Regions from separate parts of the Hordeum vulgare genome. Here region 2 is linked to region 1. Evidence: chromatin contacts called from public Hi-C data. All regions are on one chromosome and are shown on one strand. Each heading gives the region's core, a stretch centred on a gene start, on an enhancer-like site or on the middle of the called end of the contact. The rest is flanking DNA. Distances are from core to core; before and after follow the strand shown.

Region 1 (3,771 bases), core at 906-3,405:
CGCGTGCGTTTTCCGGCGCCACCGTCCCGCCTTCCACCCGCGAACAAATCGGCCGAGCTGCGCTGCGGCGGACGGCGGCTCACGGGGTGGCACGGCCAGAGTGCTTGTTGGCTTTGCAGAAACATTGGGACGTGCGGATGGCGAGGTGCATGCACATGCAGCAGTGCTGGTTGTCGTGCGCGGGGAAGATGGGCGGCGCGTGCAGGTGGAGGGCTTCCACTACGCCACGGCATGTGGCGACACCTATGCTTTGCCGGAGGCCGGGCCTCCGGCCAATGGGTCGCACGGGATTGGCACAGGTGGCAATGATTGCGCTTCGACGGGTGGTTACTAAAACAAAGCTGGATTGTCTCTCGCTAAAAGTAAGAGCTGGACTGGAATGCTGCATGCGAATCTGGTTCATGCACGTTTGTTTAGTACGTATGCTCATCACAAGGGGGAGGAATAGGAGACGCTTTCAGGTTGGGCGTACTTTGCAACTTACCGCTCGCGTTACCATGGCCATGCTGCTTTCTGGCTCAGCCTGTTTCTGAAGGGATTTTCCTTTAATACTCTCAGACGTGTAATGGAGGTGAGATTTCTTCACTACTGATCAAACCATGTGTGATGATCTACCATACAAAACACAACACTCTTTTTATTATATATGGTCATCATAATGCTCACATGTACAATAGAAGCAATAACGGTCCACACGTTTAATGATCATAGATTGCATCATGTTATCGCATGCATGCACAAATGATGTCAACATGAACCTTTTGTCTTTTTAGTTTTTAAAATGTTTTATCTTTTAAATAAAAAATTAGATAGAAAAACCGTTTTCATCATTAAATTTGTTGCGATGAGATCTTCGAAATTAGATCCCGTATTGATATGTTTTGATGACTTTTTTTAGGTTAAAAATTATCATGTCTATTGCATATAAATTAATATCATAATTACGCTTAAGTTGGCATGATATATTTCAACTACTTCTTTTTCTATGTTTAAAATAAATTTTGACATGTTATAAAAAAGGAAGTTAACAAACTAAACTTGCCATGATGAATTACTACAACTTGCGATGATCCATGAAATAATTTTGACATGGTTCATAAGTAAAAAATAAATATGTCGTCGGTCATTTCAAAAAATGCATGGTCACTTGCTCAAATTTGTCATGAAGCATAAACTAAAATTTCCATGGTTAAATTTGTCATGATACATTCACTAAAATTTACCATGCTTCATAAAAAATGTTTTTATGTTTAAAATACTAGAATTGTCATGGTCAAAACACTAAAATTGCAATGATCTATAAACTCAATTTGCCATGATGAATTACCAAAAGTTGCCATAATGCATGAATTAAATTTGCCGTGGTTAATTACTAAAATTTGCCACGGCCAATTAATAAAAATTACCATGAAAAATATTTCAAATACAATGATAGCTTTAAATCTAGAAGAAAAAACTAGATGAAACATGTCGTGACAATTTTATTGTAAATCCTATGACAACTTCAGTGTAAACATGTGGTAACTTGTTGCCCCTCCCAAAAAAATTCGTCAAAACATTTCAATATGGGATCTAGTTTTAAAGATCTCATCGAGACGGATTTAATGGTAAAAATGGTTTTTTAATTGGATTTTTTATTTAAAGGTAAAAAAATAAGTCAACAAATCAAAAACAAATCGTTAATTTCATATGTTTGATGTGGCAAGATGAATGGTTACAGGACGTGTGAACCATGTTGACTCGTGCCATATGTATCATTTAGTATTTTTTTAGTAGAACACATCACTCGATTTGAAAAACAAGTCAAATATTATCTGCTAATACCAGCACTTTTCTTTTATATCGCAAAAAAGAAACATCGTTATTAAATAAAGAAATATAGTTTATAGCCTGAACTCAAATGATGGAACATGTTTTCTCTTTCCATCGTGGCCAAGCACGTGAAGAAATATAAAAAAATAAGCAATTATTTTTTAGACAATTTTTGTAAGCAAAGATGTTTTTGGTTGTTGAGTCGCGGGCCAGCAGTTCAGGGCCGGACGCTGAATCAATGTGAATGGACCGGACAAAATAGAAACCCAAGTATGGTTGCCCGGTGTTATTATTAATCGGCGCCCAACTCCTTTTCAGGCCGTACTGGGCCCCATTATGTCTCTGTGCGACTGTGCTTGCTCTCTCCTCGCTTGAAGCGCATCCCGTGGAGAGCAAACAGTAGATGCGGCGGATGGGAAAAAAATTACATGTGCGGTACGTTAACTTGATCTAGGGTTTAATTTCATATTTGTATTTTGAAAGGTCAGTACCGGCGTCGGCGTGTAGGTGCGAGCACTCTCGCCGGTCGCATCGTGACCGTCAGATCAGCGAGGGGGACCGTTAGATCTATCCATGCAACATTTTTCCTCGATGCAGCAAATTTTGATGTGATGCAACAATTTTCGTTAACGGTTGCAACAAAAAAAATTATAGCAAAAAATATCTACGTGATCATAGCAAAAAAAGAAGCTGATGATGCGTGGTAGCAAAAGTCAAACACCGATTGTAGCAAATATCTACGTGAACGTGTATGCAACTTTTTTAGTAAACGGTTGCATCAAACAGTGATGCTGGTTGTAGCAAAAATTAATACAGTTGTAGCAAAAGTCAAACGTCGGTTATAGCAAAAATTCAACGAACTCGAGTTGCAACCAACCATGGATGCAGCTTTTTAAATGAACAAGAATGTATCAAAATGACAAACTTTGAAGCAAAATAAAACGTGGTTGCAGCAAAATCGGATAAAAAAAAGTTGCACGGCTGTCTGGCCGAACGATTCGGCCGGCGCGCGGGATGGAAGCATTTATCATTTTAATAAGATTAAAATACGATCACTGAAGTTGTTGAAACTTGTCACTACGGTAACCGCTACTGTATCCAATGTATTTCGTCAGCGTTGCGTCACACCCAACACTCTCAACATTGCCGCAGCTCTTGAACACCGCGTCTTACTCATCTCATTAGAGGAAGACTGTAGTAATTAACCTAGTTGTAGTCTAAACGTACACGTGTGTCCTAATTTGGTTAGTATTGCAAACCGAGTAGGATTAGTAGTAGTATTGCAAACCGAGTCGGTTTGCAGTAGGCCTAGCTTAGCAATATATATACGATATACCCCTGTGTAGTCTTTGTACCAAGAAGATCAGAAGATCAATTGAAAAGCAAAAGAAAGTTAACAGGCTCGATACGAGCCTACGGCCACCGATTCGTTTGCTGCGCTGAGTTTCATCGATACGCTTTGAGCTGTCGAGAATTGATCGATCAAATCGATCAGCTAGCTCAAGTACGTACGCGTCCATGTACTGGCTAGACCACCCATCAATCATCCATCAAACTACTAGCTTGCTAGCTTGCTAGCTACGCTAGCTACACTGCGAGTACAAACTTTGGTGGTGATTTGATCTACGGTTCAAAAGCCAACAATTGGTATCTAGAGCCTCAACGATCTACGATCTACGATGACGGACAGCGACGTTGAGTCGGTCGAGTCCGGCAGCAGCGGTGCCAAGGCGAACAAGAACGGCGACAAGGTGAAGAAGGGCGTCAAGTCAGCAACCAGTGGTGGAGGAACGAGCGGCGCTAACGTCCAGGCGCATCGCAACATCCCCATCCAGTACCCGATGCTCACCGACGCCAACTATGGCGTGTGGGCGGTGAAGATGAAGATTATTCTCCGAACCCTTCGAGTGTGGCAGGCAATCACGGACGACGACGTCGATGACGAGTCCGAAGAAGGTG
Region 2 (3,549 bases), core at 201-2,700, 190 kb before region 1:
TTGTCCTATGTTTAGTGAACGTGCAGCTAAGCAGTAAGCACAACCCAACCAACTATACAATACTCATGTGTTGTTAGGTAAGCTAAAAGGCAAATCACCCCCAACCATTTTTTTTCTAGTTGACATAATTATGCAGTAGCTTGGAAAGTGAGGTGATATGTCTGGTAAGGACAAGTGCAGATAAAGCATGTTGCACTGAAAGAAAAAAGACGCTTGCAGCTTGATTCCTTATCACAAAATTCCGTCTCCAGGAACTACTTTTTTTCGATAAGGGGCGCTTTATTACTTAAATGGTTTAAGCATTACACCCGGCCTCTGCATAACTAAGATGCACATAGCCAAACATTTTTTTAATTTTTGTTCTTTGTCTCCAGGGACTACTGAAGTATGGGTTTGAACTGTCCGTCGATCACTCAACAATAACTTGGATGTCTTTGATTCCAAGGACTTTAATATGAATTTTGGAGCATTATGGTTCTAAGGAATATATTCTACAGGGCTTACATAATTTTTTTTCCTATGGACCACTATGCAACTTCCAGAGGAAAATTTCCATTGAGCCCAACCTCATGGGGAATTTTCCTTTTGTCTGTGACAACTACGAAAAATACACCATCCACATTACTGTTTTTTGACTGAATCATCCTAAGCGTGTCAGCATTTGGTCTTTTCTCCTATCATTCCTTTTTGTGGAGGGAACATTTGGGATCCCATTAGCAATAGTAGTTGCTCCAAAGGAAAAATACAATTTGATTGCCAGGCATTGCGAACCTAAATTGGGGCAAAAGGGGGGAACCCGCAAAGCTCGAGGCTTAGCTTAGTGGTTGCTTCAAGAAATGGGGGTGTTCCAGTAATACCCCTGTGTAATCAACGGATTTGGCAGCTCTCCTGCCAACATTCCTCAAAAAAGAAATGGCAGGGCCTTCATTGACGTAGGTTGCCAAGAAAGGGGGAAACAAAAGGGGGTAAATCTTTTCTCATGAATCTATCTCCCCCCCGTTGCTTCGACAAACCGCAGACCAGAATCTCCATCCGCTGGACCGCAAATGCCTACCCGGATTAGCTGAGGAGACGGTTGGGTCTTGCGGCCCCCCGTGAGCTAAATCGAACCAAGAACAGCGCGAGCCAAGAACAGCTCTCGGAGCGTAAGCAAGAAAGGTAAAAACTAAAAGGGATACGGAACTTGTAGCCGCGCTTCTCCGGGTCCATCCCCCCTCCCGCCTCTCCCCCGCTCCGGGCCGCTGGCCCCCGGGCGCTGGCGCTGGGGTCGTCGTGCCGCGGACGACGACGAGTGGAGCAGGGGCGGGAGCGGGGTTGAGAATTTCGGATCCGAGTGGTTGTGTGGAGGGGGCGGAAGGAGGGCGAGCGAGACGAGAGCCGCTTCGCCCCTCTCTCTCTTGCTCGCAGTCGCAGGCAGCAGTGAGAAGGATGGGTGTGGAGCGGCGTGGGTGGGTGGGGAGAGTGGAGTTTTTGTCGTCCTTTCTCTCTCCTGGGTCCTCCTCCGCTTGTGGTCTCGTTTCTTTTCTTTTTTGTACTCAGAGCGCAATAAAGGAAAGAGGTTCCTCTTCTCGCCTTCGTTGCTGTTGGAACGGAACGCAACGGGACGGAACGGAACGGAAGAGAGACGACCCAAAAGTTCAAACGAATAAAAACCTCTCGTGCACGGCCTTGCTGTGGAAAGGGATAACCTCCTGACCTTTTATGTTGCGCATTATTCAGTTTTAGTTTATTTTGGATCGTCTTCAACTCGCGCTCGTGCATTTGCCCTGCCGTCGATATGAGACCTATCTGATATATTTCTGTCATTTGGTGAAATGTTGACCATGAGTAGTGTGTTGCAAAAGAAATTGTGACATGAAGATCGTAAGGTTATGGCGACAGTGAGATGGACATTGGTCGACGGTTTCGACGATAGTATCCTTCGATTAGGTGTTAGATTAAGTGACATTGCATACCAAAATAGTTGTGGATGATATGTGGTCAAAAAAATGACGTGGACGGTACAAAGGTTGCATGAAATACCATATCCAGATAGGACGTGGTCGAGATGGAAAAATAAAAGATAAAGATGGTGTAGCAGTCATATGTACTCGTAGACACCTTGCATCATAAAGGTCTAACAAATAGCACGCATTTTTCATGGCCCCAAGTTAGTAATGCCTCAATGTGACGATGTTTGGCAATGTCTTGTAAGTGTTGCCATCTAAACAGTTGGATGATGGCCTCAATGGTGGTCAAGTTGTGAAACTATAGTATATGACTGGCTAATGTTCATGAGTCGGGCTAGGCATTCTCAAGCACGGAAGGAGCATCATCCGCATGATAGTATGTTAAGTGTGTCTTCAATGGGTTTCCTTATTTGGGCAAATTGGATAGTATATGAACAAAACAAGCCTCCAACGGACTCCCCTACCCCGATCCGGTTAGTTTGACAACCCCCACTTTGGTCTCAAGCAAAGGGAAGGGGTACACGACGTCCTGACTGTCCAGCACGTCGATCCGACAACCCGACGCTATCAACAAACCTTCTTGTACCCCCCCTCTTCCTCTCTCTCACACACACACACACACTCCCTCTCTCTCTCTATCTATCTATCTATCTATCTATATATATCTTCCACCATCCTAAATAACCACGTCCTACTTAATCGTCGCCACCGTAACCCATTTGAGATGTCGTCGGGACAACAATGACGGTTGGGTGGGTCCTCCTTCGATGACGACGATTTCATCAGTGACCGCCTGGCCTCCTTTCAGCCCCACCTCAACTGCAACAACCCTTTTAGCAACGCCTCTAGAGTTTTAATGTGTTTTAAGCTACCTAGTATGTTACATGTATATAGGATGTATGATACTATGTTGTCACCTGGATGCTTTTGAATGTCTATGTTTGAATGCTCAAAATTGACAAAAATATATAGACTAATTGTTGCCACCATTTATCCACACACAAGAAGGGATGTCATTGGGTATCACGTTGTGCGTCTGTATTTGTCTGCAGACAAGTAAGGATGTTTTGATGAACATCGCCGGAGATGACCTAAAATGATGCAACGGAGGTCAAGGTTACTTAAGAAGGTGGACGGGGAAGGAGACTTGTAGCACACATGGGCGGGGCATGAGGCCCGCCTTTTCTTTTGGTTTTTGATTCTGAATCTTTCATATATTTTGAACCAAAAATTCAAATTCAGTTTTGTTTGCATATTCATGTTTCTAGTGACTATGTCTTTCAGATGAGATTCATTTTTAATATGGCTTAATGGGTTTTAAATACTTTATTAAGTTTCAAATTTTGAAACTTGATACAAGCGACCGACAAACAAGTTTTGGAACTTCTGGCCGACAAAAGCATAGGTTCGAGAAATTATAACTTTAAAACTTAGTGTGTCCTAGTGTGGAATCCAACAACTTTGGACACGTTTGGTTGCCTGCATGAGGCCCACCAGGCCCGTGGCGAAAGGGATCGGGATGTTTGGTTGTCCTACATACACTGATCGACCTGCCTAGCATGAACTTTCCAGCACGTTGATAAATATACTTCTCGCCCCT

Evidence for each region. Hi-C and Micro-C count contacts between places; a contact is called where the count stands out from the background.
Region 2: a Hi-C map of leaf shows a contact between it and region 1, with 5 times the contacts expected there. The contact joins the promoter of LOC123444565 here to the enhancer-like site in region 1. A contact is called at or near these places in 4 of 6 Hi-C or Micro-C datasets (leaf and seedling) and 1 of 1 datasets of contacts at active chromatin or transcription factors (embryo).

Annotation. Positions count from the first base shown.
Region 1 is chr3H:510,140,110-510,143,880 of MorexV3_pseudomolecules_assembly, reverse strand. No RefSeq gene overlaps it. Among protein-coding and RNA genes, the nearest start is that of LOC123441942, 190 kb to the right of the region's middle. Within about 2 kb of position 2,155, at least 3 of the 3 cell types and tissues checked have open chromatin away from gene starts, as enhancers often do. A contact at or near this core is called in leaf and seedling, where this site is marked.
Region 2 is chr3H:510,332,275-510,335,823 of MorexV3_pseudomolecules_assembly, reverse strand. LOC123444565 (katanin p80 WD40 repeat-containing subunit B1 homolog KTN80.2-like) reads right to left here and starts at 1,450. Exons shown (of 17, transcript XM_045121335.1): 1 at 1,179-1,450. The coding sequence starts at 1,209.